Linked DNA regions of Mus musculus: region 2 is linked to region 1. A link is a contact called in public HiChIP or PLAC-seq data. All regions are on one chromosome and are shown on one strand. Each heading gives the region's core, a stretch centred on a gene start, on an enhancer-like site or on the middle of the called end of the contact. The rest is flanking DNA. Distances are from core to core; before and after follow the strand shown.

What was found. HiChIP or PLAC-seq counts read pairs in DNA pulled down with a chosen protein or histone mark.
Region 2: an H3K27ac HiChIP or PLAC-seq map of extraembryonic endoderm stem cells shows a contact between it and region 1. The contact joins the enhancer-like site here to the promoter of Fcho2 in region 1. A contact is called at or near these places in 5 of 484 Hi-C or Micro-C datasets (CD4 T cells, CD8 T cells and embryonic stem cells), 6 of 115 datasets of contacts at active chromatin or transcription factors (the SCID.adh cell line, effector CD8 T cells, embryonic stem cells and 2 more) and 2 of 9 other capture datasets (adipose tissue and liver).

What each region holds. Positions count from the first base shown.
Region 1 is chr13:98,811,987-98,818,082 of GRCm38.p6, forward strand. Fcho2 (FCH domain only 2) reads right to left here and starts at 3,463. Exons shown (of 26, transcript NM_172591.3): 1 at 3,090-3,463. The coding sequence starts at 3,122. It overlaps Gm34995 (a long non-coding RNA gene), which reads left to right and starts at 3,995. Exons shown (of 3, transcript XR_382806.4): 1 at 3,995-4,083. It also overlaps the pseudogene Gm18134.
Region 2 is chr13:98,892,173-98,898,542 of GRCm38.p6, forward strand. The region is part of intron 1 of Tnpo1 (transportin 1); the gene reads right to left. Among named protein-coding and RNA genes, the nearest start is that of Gm52051, 29 kb to the right of the region's middle. Within about 2 kb of position 4,434, at least 98 of the 459 cell types and tissues checked have an H3K27ac peak or open chromatin away from gene starts, as enhancers often do. A contact at or near this core is called in CD8 T cells, the SCID.adh cell line, effector CD8 T cells and 3 more, where this site is marked.

The DNA.
Region 1 (6,096 bases), core at 2,213-4,712:
AAACCAAAAAAAAAAAAAAAAAAAAAGAAAGAAAAAGAAAAAGAAAGAAAGAAACTGGCGGGGGCTGGAGAGATTGCTCAGTAGTTAGGAGCGCCAACTAATCTTCCAAAGGTCGTGAGTTCAAATCCCAGCAACCACATGGTGGCTCACAACCATCCGTAATGAGATCTGATGCCCTCTCCTGGGCATTGTACTTACATATAATAAATAAATAAATAAATAAATAAATAAATAAATAAATAAATAAATCAAAGAAAGAAAGAGAGAGAGAGAGAGAGAGAGAGAGAAAGAAAAGAAAAGAAAAGAAAAGAAAAGAAAAGAAAAGAAAAGAAAAGAAAAGAAAAGAAAAGAAAAGAAACGGGCCATGCACTTGCAAAGAAGGAAGCAGTCCCTTTCTTTGACACACAGGATTATGTTCAGATAGATGACAGAAGGAAGCAGATGAACTAAAACTGTGAAGTCTTCTAAGAAAACAGAAGTACATCAGGTTAGCTAGCACAAGCCTCAGGACAACAAAAGCAGTGGTGACAGAAGAGTGGGGAGTTGGACTTCAAGATGCTATCCAATTACAAACTGGACTTCAAAAGACGTTGTCAATAAAAAGGCAGTCTTCTGGAGGGAGACATTATCTCCACACCGTGTATCTGTGCATCTACTAAAGTCGCTTCAATGTCCATCAGGTGGTCATGGAGCTCCTCTGGTTTCCTGCTCCCTCCATGCCTGCCTAATAGGCAAGCACTATGGGTTCTGGCAGTCGTGTTACACAGAGAATTCTCTAAACAGGTACAAAACCTCATCTGATGTCTGAACAGGAGTGGAGGAGCCTTGGTGTTCAACAGAGTCTAGGACGGGTTCAGTACACCACTCAGGAGTCAAAACTGCACATTCTCTTTAGACACCTTTTCCAACACACACACACATCTAATGTCATCTAATCTTTTTCAAATTTAATGTTTATGTGTATATAAGGTAGTATTCAGTGAATACTTGAAAAACACACAAATCTTTCACTCTTATCAACAAGTGCTCAGTTAAATACAACTGCAAGTAGGTTCTTTTAAGTTACTGAAAACAAATTTTCTTGTAGTTTTCTTTTCTTAATACAAGTGCATGTTTTATTTTACCTGTTACTTTTAGTAAATAAAGTTTGTATGTTGCAGGGAGGGAAGGAGGGAGGGAAGGTATACCGGTATATGTATCTAAAGGTCTGGCATGGTGTGCCTGGGAAGCAGAAGCAGGCAATCTGAGTTAAAAACAACCTGGTCTACACAGTGTGCTCCAGGACAGCCAGGGCTATGTAAATAGACCCTATCTCAAAAAAAAAAAAAAAAAAAAAAAAGTTAGGGCTAATAGAAATGACACACACCGGTATTCCCAGCAGTCTGTAGGCAGAGACAGGAGGATCAGAAGGCCAGGAAACTGCCTTTAAATAAGTGTGAGGGCACAAGGTTTGGGAGGATTATTCAGACTATGAAAAGGATTCAATAACAAAAAGGCAATAAAAATAATCAAATTTTAAAACTGACAATGGGTCTACAGTTTTCCAAAGAAAAATACTTAAAATGGGGAAAAAAATGTTTGACACCATTAGCCACAGAAAAATGCAAATCAAGAGCACAAGCTGCTACTTCATGTCCACCTCATAGTAACAAAAGATAGCAAGTGTTAGTGAGTGTACATCTACTCTGAGACACTGCAGAGCACGGTGCAATGCTGTAGCCACTCTGAGGAACAGTCTAGCAGTTGACTGAAAGAGTACTCCATCTGCTTCTTGGCCCTTTGGCTAACCATGTGCAAATATAGAGTTAAACACGTGATCCAGTAAATTCCATTCTACAAAGAAAAACACATGCTCTGACACACTTGTATAAAGTGTTCATTGCAATATTACTCATAATAAAAGAGACGTTGCGATGGGTACCAAATATCCATCACCAATGAATAGATAAGTAAAAAAGGGAATGGAATATTATTTGATCATAAAAAGGAATGAAATAGTAATATGTATTATCTCGTGGATTACCTTTGAAAATACTATGGTAAGTGAAATAGTCATCAGAGAGCCGGGTCCAGAAAGGACGGAACTGTAGAAGCAGATCGGTTGCCTAGGGACCGAGACAAGGGGCAAACTGGGAATGACTCCTAACCGGTAAGGGATTTTTTCTGAGGTTATGAAATTGTTCTAAAATTGACTGTGGTGATGTTTGCAAAAAAACAATGAGGAACTCTTCACAGTATACACTTTAAGTGCATGCATAAAACCGCTCTTTAAAAACACCACCGAGTACAGATGATTGCGAAAAGCGAATTAACATTCAAAACAAATAACCATGAACTGATTGTATTCAAGCCCGTGCTTGAGACTGAATTAAGAATCTCAGCTAGCAGTAGCTGGCATGACTGAAAGCTGACTCCTTTCAACACCTTACCTAAATGAAAGTGGTGCCGTATTTGCAACTGTCGGGCCACGAAAACCCAAGTTCGGCCAAGATACCTGAGTAAACACGTAACTTTCCTGTTCATGGCAGAAGCGTACTTGCCACGATCGGCTAACAGCAACTGCACGAAATCACACGGCGAGGAGACTAGAGGGGTGTGGGGAGCCCGAGGAAGGTCCACGAAACCCAACTTCCACGGGCTTTGTGAGCAGGCCTGAAGGCAAAGTCCTGGGCGCAGCCCCCACCAGCCCAGCCGCGCGGCCAAGAGGAAGTGCCGAGCCCGCTCGGCCCTGCACGGACTCTGCGTGGGGTCCCGGGCCTGCGCCGCGGGAAGCCGACCAGCCGGGTGCCCGGCTCCCCGCGCCGGACGCCGCGCACGCACGCCCCGTCGGCGCTTTGTCCCCGCCCGGCGCCGCCGGCCCTCTGGAGTCCCCGCCGAGACTCCCGGGCCGCGCTGCCAGCCCGGGCGCCGCGCGCAGTGGCCAACCCGGAGGAGGCGGGTGGCCGGAGAGCCGTGGCCCGCGGGAGCTCGGCCGGGCAACCCCGGGGCCGTGGACTCTCGCTCGGCCGCCCGAGGAGCCGCCGCCCGCCGCGCACGCAGGCCGCGGGGAGAAACCGAAGCCCGCGGCGTCCCCAACACCCTCCGCTCACCCAGAAATTCTCCACGAAATGCGCCATGACCATCTTGCCGCCGCCGCCGCCGCCGCCGCCGCCGCGCCGGGTTCCGCGTCCGCACCCGCCCGCCGCTGTGTAAACACGGACCGGCCCCTACGGCGCCCCCGCCTCTCGCCGCCGCCGCCTTCTTCCCAGAGACCGCCCGCGCCCTCTAGGGCGCATGCGCCACCTAGCGGCAGGCGCGGCCGCCGCCACCACGGGGCGAGAGCCTGACTGTCGCTCCCGAGTGCGCGTGCGCGCAGCCTGTCCGGGTCCGAGCGTTCGCAAGGAATGGTACAGAGCTTAGTCTGCGCGAGCCTCCGGGGCTGGCGGGAGTCGAGCTACCCGCAGGCCCGGGGGGCGGAGCTAATAGGGCCACGCCCCCTCGCGTCCAGCGTCCTGGCCTTCTAGGATCTCCAGCAGTCCCAGGTCCTGGCAGACTGGGACTAAGGAAACTTGGCAGCCGGCCACCCCAAGGAGACTGGGAAACCTTTGGTCAACAGGGAGCCTCTCCTTGACTGGGAAGTAAGATCCAAAACAAAACTGTCCAAGGCCGGAAAGGGAGGGAACGCCCAGTGTCGCCTGCAAGACTCAGGCAGTGCAGTCGGTCACAAGGGAGCCAGCCGGCCTGGACCGCCTGCCGAGAGCAGGCGTGACCCGAAACGCGACTCTTCCAGGCCTGTTCACAAAGCCCATGGTGGTAATCTTACCAGTTTGTACACCCAGGAGGAAAGGACACAAGTTTTAACATGCTTCGGCCTGATGGGGAAAAGAAATCCCTCGCCATGCCTTTCTTTCCAAAAGTTTAAAAAACTTTAGAGGTCCCAAGTTCATTAAGCTAAGTCAAAGATCTGCAAGTTGGAAGTCAAGCTCCAGAGATGATTTAGTGTAGTTTTAACTACAGTATGAACACCGCACGTCCTAAGATCGTTTTCAAACATGGACAATGTAGCACTTTCTTCAAAGGAAATTATTTGCCTCCCCAAACGATGTATGTAAACACTTTTCATGTATCTTTTATATAGTCGATAGCAAAAGATAACCAGACAAAGGTTGTGCCTTTATAAGAATATCTTTCAGAAATATTCACGTAAAGCTAAGACATCTAGCATCTGCTCAGGAGTATTTGGTGGAAGCAGGGCAGAAGACTAGGGTATAGGAGGAACAAGATTGGCCATACAAGTAGTTGAATGATGGAAAGATGCTATTTCCATATACTATTTTAAAAGGTCTATGTGTATGAGTGATTTGCCTGCATGTTAGGTATGAATTCCATGTGTGTGCCTAGTGCCCAATAAGACCAGAAGAGCGTGTGGGATCCTCTGAAACTGAAGATACAGAAAGTTGTGAATCACCATGTGGACTTTGGAATTGAATCAGGGTCCTCTCCAAGAGCATTAATACTCATAACCACTGAGCAATCTCTCCTTTGTTTGTTTGTTTTTGTTTTTCTTGTATATGTTAACTCTTCCATTTAAAATAAATATTTGCTTTTGTTTTGTAAACCATCAGCCCAGTTATGCTATCCTTGGTGCTTAAGATAGAAGAAAATTCTAACAAAAGGAGTAAGAAAGCTCACCCTGCAAAAGCGGCTGGTACTGGATTCCTAATATCACCAGGCTTAGTGCGAGAGAGGATCCCCGAGTTTCCTTTTTTTACTGAGACCCGCCAACATGGGCCGAGTTCACACCAAGACTGTGAAGAAGGCGGCCCAGGTCATCATCGAGAAGTACTACACACACCTGGGTAATGGCTTCCACAGTAACAAGCGCCTGTGGGAGGAGACCTCCATTATCCCCAGCTAGAAACTTCGGAACAAGATAGCTGGCTATGTGACCCATCTGATGAAGTAGATTCAGAGAGGTCCTATGAGAGGCATCTCTATCAAGCTGCAGAGCGAGAGAGAGAGAGAGAGAGAGAGAGAGAGAGAGAGAGGGAGAGGGAGAGGGAGAGGGAGAGGGAGAGGGAGAGGGAGAGGGAGAGGGAGAGGGAGAGGGAGAGGGAGAGGGAGAGAGAGAGAGAGAGAGGAGAATTATGTTCCTGAGGTCTCAGCCCTAGATCAAGAGATCACTGAGGTGGATCCTGACACCAAGGAGATGCCGAAGCTTCTGGACTTGGCAGTCTCTCTAACCTTCAGGTCACTCAGCCTACAGTTGCGATGAATTTCAAACACCAATTGGAGCTGTTGTAATAAACCTGAAAACAAAACAAAACAAAACAAAACAAACAAAAAAAAAGAAAGAAAGGATCCTGAAATTCTAGGCGTTAAATGACCATATCTCTGTGTGTGTCTATCTCTCTGTCTGTCTGTCTCTCTCTCTCTTACACACACACACACACACACACACACACACACACACTCACACACACTTCCTCTAAAAAGAAAAGCTACGGGCTGGAGAGATGGCTCAGTGGTTAAGAGCACTGACTGTTCTTCTAGAGGTCATGAATTCAATTCCCAGCAATTACATGGTGGCTCACAACCATCTGTAATGAGATCTGATGCCCTCTTCTGGTGTGTCTGAAGATAGCTACAATATAATCATATACATGAAATAAATAAATATATATTTTAAAAAGGGAAAGCTACACAGGTGACTCTGTTAATCATGATCTAATATTAAGCCCTGACCCCCTAACCATAAATCTCCTCTCCCATGACCAATGCTATTCAGGTCCCAACAAAACCCGTTAATATCTTTTCCTCTGTATCCTCGTGGTAAAAGGTAAACTGTGAATGGCAGTAAAAATCTGTTAGAGGAGGTGTGGAATGGCTGCCCCATCAGAAGCAGGCAGCTTTGGAGTTGAGGCAAATTTGAGGCACTGAAGTGCTTATTACAGAGGGAGGTTAACTTGTCAAGTCCTTCCACTCAGTTTCAATGCATTTGGTTCTTGAATAACAAAACATGTTTTCTCCCAGTAGTGTCAAACCCAGATTTGCCTTCTCTTAAGGTTCTAATTTGTGGTGACAACACTGGCCCTTTGGCAGAGTGTAGCTGCTACC
Region 2 (6,370 bases), core at 3,184-5,683, 81 kb after region 1:
GCTGCTACTGTAATGTTTTATGTACAAGTGTACTTATATTACGCAATTGTGAAAATTGTCATTTCTTCCCTTGTCTGTACATATTACATGGTTTAAGAAAATATTTTAGAATATAAATTATTTCTAGTCTATTGTTGTGCTGCAATTTTTAAACTGTTAATTGGCAGAGTCACAGAACTGTACAAATTATAAGCACATAACCAAGTGATTTGACCCCACACTCAGTTCAAGATGGAGGTCTTTCATGTTCATTACCACAAGAAACCTTAGTAACTGACTTTCTATCATTATAGATTGTTTTTTTTTCTAACTTCAAACGCTTTTTAAAATTGCAAGAACTACATTATACTAAAACAACATGGTTATACAAGTAAAGTTGATTCAATTCTACCATGAAGATTATGTCTCTGAGATGACATTAAATTAGATATATTTTTACAGTGTCGTCTAATGGAAATTACATACAGTGTTCTGGCTAGAATATAAAATGTCCTCCACAGGTTCATGTGCCTGATACTATCAAGAGGGGTGGTGGAACCTTTAGGAGGCAGCACCTCCCTGGAGGATAGATACAGACCACTAGGGATGGGGCTTGAGATTTTTATACCCCTGCGGACTTCTGCCTTGTTTCTGCTTCCTGTTCCTTTGAGATGTGAAGAACAGACAAGTTCCAGCCACACATTTCTAGGACTACGGAGTCACAGACGCCATGCTTGTCTGACATGATGGGCAGTCTTTCTGCTATAATACATTGTATTTCTCCATTAAACTGTAAACCAAAATCAACCTTGCTCTCCTTTATGCTGCTTCTTTCAGAAAATGTATCACAGCAATATGAAAAACTAACTAATACATACATACATACACTTATGGTACACTAATATTAACTCTACAACCTTTCATAGATAATAAATATAGCATGACCATCATTCCAGGCCAATGCTTTCAAGCGACACCTGCTGAAGTAGCCCACTTATGCCCTCAGGGCCCTTTGAGAAACTAAAGTCAGGGATAACGATCAGTTGCCCAGTCAGAAAAGCACAGTCATCTCATTCATTCTAAAGGTGGTGGACAAAAGACATAATATCAGACTATTTCCAGACTTCCTTCTCTAGACCTGCATGCAAATCAACAGTATTCGCTTGTTAGTTTCTTTCTTTTGAGGCCAGGTCTCGCCGTGGATCAGACTGTCCTCAAGCTCCAATGCTGCCTGCCTGCCTGCCTGCCTGCCTGATGGCATGAGGACTGTGCTCCACTATGCCCTCCCTCATCTAGCTTTCAACACTTCAGTACTAATAGTATCTTATCTGAGCTGGGAGCTGAGTTTGACACCAGCCTGGTCTACACAGTGACTTCCAGGATAGCCAGGGCTAGACAGAAAAACCCTTACTGGAAAAAAACAAAAACAAAAAAACCGCTGGACAGTGGTGGGGCACGCCTTTAATCCCAGCACTCGGGAGGCAGAGGCAGGTGGATTTCTGAGTTCAAGGCCAGCCTGGTCTACAGAGTGAGTTCCAGGACAGCCAGGGCTATACTATACAGAGAAACCTTGTCTCAAAAAACAACACACATACATACATACATACATACATACATACATACATACATACATACATATATATATATATATATATATATATATATATATATGGCTGGTGGAACAAATCTTTAATCCCAACATTCAGGGTTAGAGACAAAAGCAGGCAGATCTTCTGAGTTCTAGGCCAGACTTATCTACAGAGCTAGTTCCTGGATAGCCAGGGTTACACAGGAAAACCCTCTCTCTAAATCTAATTTGATCAAACAATGATAATAAGTGCTTCCCAATACCTGAACCTGATTAAAGTTATCTGTAAAAAAAGCCTCTCAAAAATATTTGACTGAGAATTGTTACTTTGAACTTCTGTATCACCTTTAAGAACTGTGGCAAAGCAAGGCATGGTGACGAGGCATGATGACACATGCCTGCATTCCCAGCATGCAGATGATTATTAGTCAAGAGGATCAACTTCAAATAGCCTTGGCTATAGCGCTAGAACCTGCCATCAAACTGGAAAGCACACTACTCAACTATAAACAGGTAACGGCTACACTTGGCCATTCTTAGTGCACAGTTTAGCAGCATCGAGAGCTTTTTCTTATGACTGTGCAACCATCACCACAATTGTCTCCAACACTGACCATGGGTTAATAACAATTCAAATCTCAGAGTAGACAGGACCATTTCAAAGTCACTAGAGTTGGGCGGTGGTGGCGCACGCCTTTAATCCTAGCACTGGGAGCAGAGGCAGGCAGATTTATGAGTTCGAGGCCAGCCTGGTCTACAAAGTGAGTTCTAGGACAGCCAGGGCTACAAAGAGAAACCCTGTCTCAAAAAAACAAAACAAAACAAAAAACAAACAAAAATATCAAAGTCATTAGATATAACAATAACCAAAGCATGTCAGCTTTATACCAGGTAGAAACCATTTCTTTTTGTTTGTTTGTTTGTCTGTTTGTTTTTTTCGAGACAGGGTTTCTCTGTATAGTCCTGGCTGGCCTGGAACTCACTTTGTAGACCAGGCTGGCCTCGAACTCAGAAATCCTCCTGTCTCTGCCTCCCGAGTGCTGGGATTAAAGGCGTGCACCACCACGCCACACCATTTCTTTAAAGAACATTAATGTTAATTAAATTGAATATCAAAAGAAATAAATATTTTCTTCTAATATTTAAACAATTACTAGCTGACATACTTTTTATAGTTGAACACATAGAGCTAAATATCTCAAAAAAACCAACAACAAACAAGTAACACTCAATGGTAAGTTAAAACCCAGAAGACAGTTCTTGGAGAGCTAACTAGAGGGGCTGGAGAGGTGGCTCGGTGTGTAAGAACAGTTGCTATGGTTACACAGGACCAATTCCCAGTACCCACATAGCTGCTCACAACCATCTGTAAATCCAAATCCTACACACCCTTTTCTGGCTTCTCTGGGCTCCAGCAACATGATCGGCAGACATAGGTGCAGGCAAAACACCCATGTAAGTAAAATTAAAATAAGTAAAACTAGTACATAGATATGGCACTGGAATAAAAAGCTAATAAAAAGCAAAAGACTTAAGTTGTTCTGATACTTCCCCCAGAAGACAAAAACCAAAGTCAGCCCTAAATTCTTAAACTCACATACAAATTTCCAATGATTTTGAAAACAGTAAAACTACCCATCTTCTTCCCCACGGGGACGGGGACGGGGACGGGGACGGGGGCAGGACCAAGCAAGACTAATCCATGGTGTAAAGGTACTTGCAGCAACTTGCACTGTCCCTGCCGGTTCCTCAGACTTATCTCTGACCTCCATAGGTGCACTATGTCATGCCTCCCCGACACCACACACACACACACACACACACACACACACACACACATACACACACACACACACACACACCCTAGAAGCAAGCAGATCTATGAGTTAGACAGAAGGCCAGTCTGATTTGCAGAGTGAATTCCAGGCCAGCCAAGGCTGCATTATGAGACTGTCTCAAAATTGATTAATTAATCTGGGGGATAAGATGTGAAAACGTACATAAGAAAATCAATCCCTCTGACCCTTCAACTCCCAACTACTATATGGCAATATATCAACTCTAAATTAGATTATAGATACCGAGCAAGGAGTACGAATGATCTGAAAAAAGAGTTATAAGAGTTAACCCAGCCGGTTAACGTCTTTAATCCCAGCACTCAGGAGGCAGACACAGGCGGATTACTGAGTTCGAGGCCAGCCTGGTCTACAGAGTAAGTTCCAGGACTGCCAGGGCTATACAGAGAAACCCTGTCTCAAAAAACCAAAAAAAAAAACCAAAAAAAAAAAAAAAAAAAAAAGAGTTAACCCAGGGGCTGGAAAGATGGTTTAGTGGTTAAGGGCACCAGCTGCTCTTCCAAAGGATTCAGGTTCCATTCCCAGCACCCACAGCCCTCGACTGCCTGCTACTCCAGTTCCAGGGAAATCTGGCAATGTCTCCTGCTCCACGGGCACCTGTTGTTTGTGGTGCTGCACAGATGGATATACATCAAGGCAAAACCCCAACACACACCTTTAATAATCCCAGCACTGAGAAGACAGTTAGTTGCAGGCAGATCTCAAAGCCAGCCTAGTCTACACTGAGTTTTAGGACTGCTATAAGAGCACGGAGCTGGTCTTCTAGAGGACCAAGACTGGAACCTCAGTACCCACATCTCGAGCTTGGTAATAAGCACTGGCGAGGCCAAATGCAAGTGAACCACAGTTCTTACTTAGTGAGAGCCAGATGCAGTGTCTACTGAGGAGTGGTGAGAAAAGACAAACATACTCAGCTAGGAGAGACAAAACATGCTTCCCTCATCTGCTTCAATGCTCTTCCCCCATTTCACTCAAAGGCAAACAACTATTAGCCACAGGCATGTTGCATCACTGTGAATTGATAGATGTTGCCATCAGTGTCAGGACCTCCCCAAAGGTAAATACGTGTGGTAGTGTCCAGAGGAGATAAGGTGTGCCCATCCTGCAGCAACACTGCAGTGTATAACCAGAAAACTGTGAGTGTGCAAAATAACCTTGCCAAAAGTTCTATGTATATATATAAACAAAGTTAGGCTCTTAGCTCTGAAAACTGTAAGCACACTTTTTGTTTGACCAATGAGACACTGTAGTGGAGCATTCACACGTCATACAGGCAAGGCTTAGGACCGCTTCCGGCTTCCTAGTGGTTGGTTAACCCCAGTTTGTCTTACCCTAGAAATGAAAGAGTTCCTCTCAGTCAGGAATCACTCCTCCTCAGCACATTGCCTCAGCCGAGGAAGGTGCGATAACAACTAAGACAGCAGAGCACTGATCAGTTAGGAGGCCAGGAGAGAGCTCCCTTGAAGAACTGACTTTTCAGCTTAGATGAACAGATCGAAAGCAAATGTGAGGAAGCCTGAGATGGGCTGGGAGTGCCTTGAAGACGCAGAGGCTAGTAACTGGACAGGTTGGGAAGGCACCAAAGGCACCATCCCTTAAAATTAGAAGGCATAATCTCCCCCTCCGGAGGAGAACTGAGTACAAGACATGTCCACGTTCTGCTCCAGACTTCAACACTGTCAAGCCACAGTGACGCAGGAGCCACTGGAAACTTAACTGTTCCAGCTTCATCTAAAGTAGAGCTCCAGCCTCCGGAGACAGGTGCTGTGCTTCTCAGACACACACAGCTCAAAGTTCTGGTCCTTACATTGTAAAAGGTTTAAATACTGTACTACATATGATGGGCATGGTGCTGCTGGTCTTCATTCCCAGCACTAAAGAAGCAGAGGCAGAGAGGCAGAGGCAGAGGCAGAGGCAGAGTCTGGTCTACACAGTGAGTTCAAAGCCAGACAAGGCTGCATGGCAAGACCCTATCTAAAACAACAACAAACCCAATGCATTGCTATGTCAATAGTAGAGGCTGCTAATATCTTCTGAGGCAAGCAGTCTTCTAGAGCACGACATATGATCACTAATTTAATCTCACAACTCTGACTTGGTATTGACAGTAACCACATGCAACGGAGAAGCAAATTGAATCCTAGGGAAGTTACTCGGCGTCTCCTCAGCAAGTCCAAGCTGAGACTAGGACTCAAGCCAAGCTAGGCTGGCTTTAGCGTGCATTCTTACCAGAGTGGTGGTGCTGGAACACAGTACTGAGGGGCAGGGAGATCACAAATTCAGGACTTTGTCTCAAAACACCAAACAAACAACAACAAAATAAAGTCTTCTCTGGTATCAAACCAGGGTCCAGGACCCTGATATGTTGCCTTTCCAACAGAAATATCAAGCTGTAACCTGGGAAACTAATAAAAACACACATACAAAAAATACTGGATTCTTCTGAGGTAAAAAAGTAAAGCCAGTCTTTATTATTGTAAAAATCCTAACATCTGAAAAGTCACTATATAGCCTGATAGTTAAAAATGAGATATTTTGGCAACACTATATCTAAATCACTAAGTCCTCTTTTTGTATACATATCTTACCTTACCTTAACAAGCAAAGCTTAAGAATTGTGCTGAATAATTTAAAGAATAAAAAATTTGAGACAGACTTTCATAGTAAATATTTCTTTTTTTTTTTTTTTTTTTAAAGATTTATTTATTTATTATATGTAAGTACACTGTAGCTGTCTTCAGACACTCCAGAAGAGGGAGTCAGATCTTGTTACGGATGGTTGTGAGCCACCATGTGGTTGCTGGGATTTGAACTCTGGACCTTCGGAAGAGCAGTCGGATGCTCTAACCCACTGAGCCATCTCACCAGCCCGTAAATATTTCTTTATTAGAAGAAGAAAAAAAGCTATGATGAGCAAAGAAAGGGGAAAACAGATTTCCATGGGTCA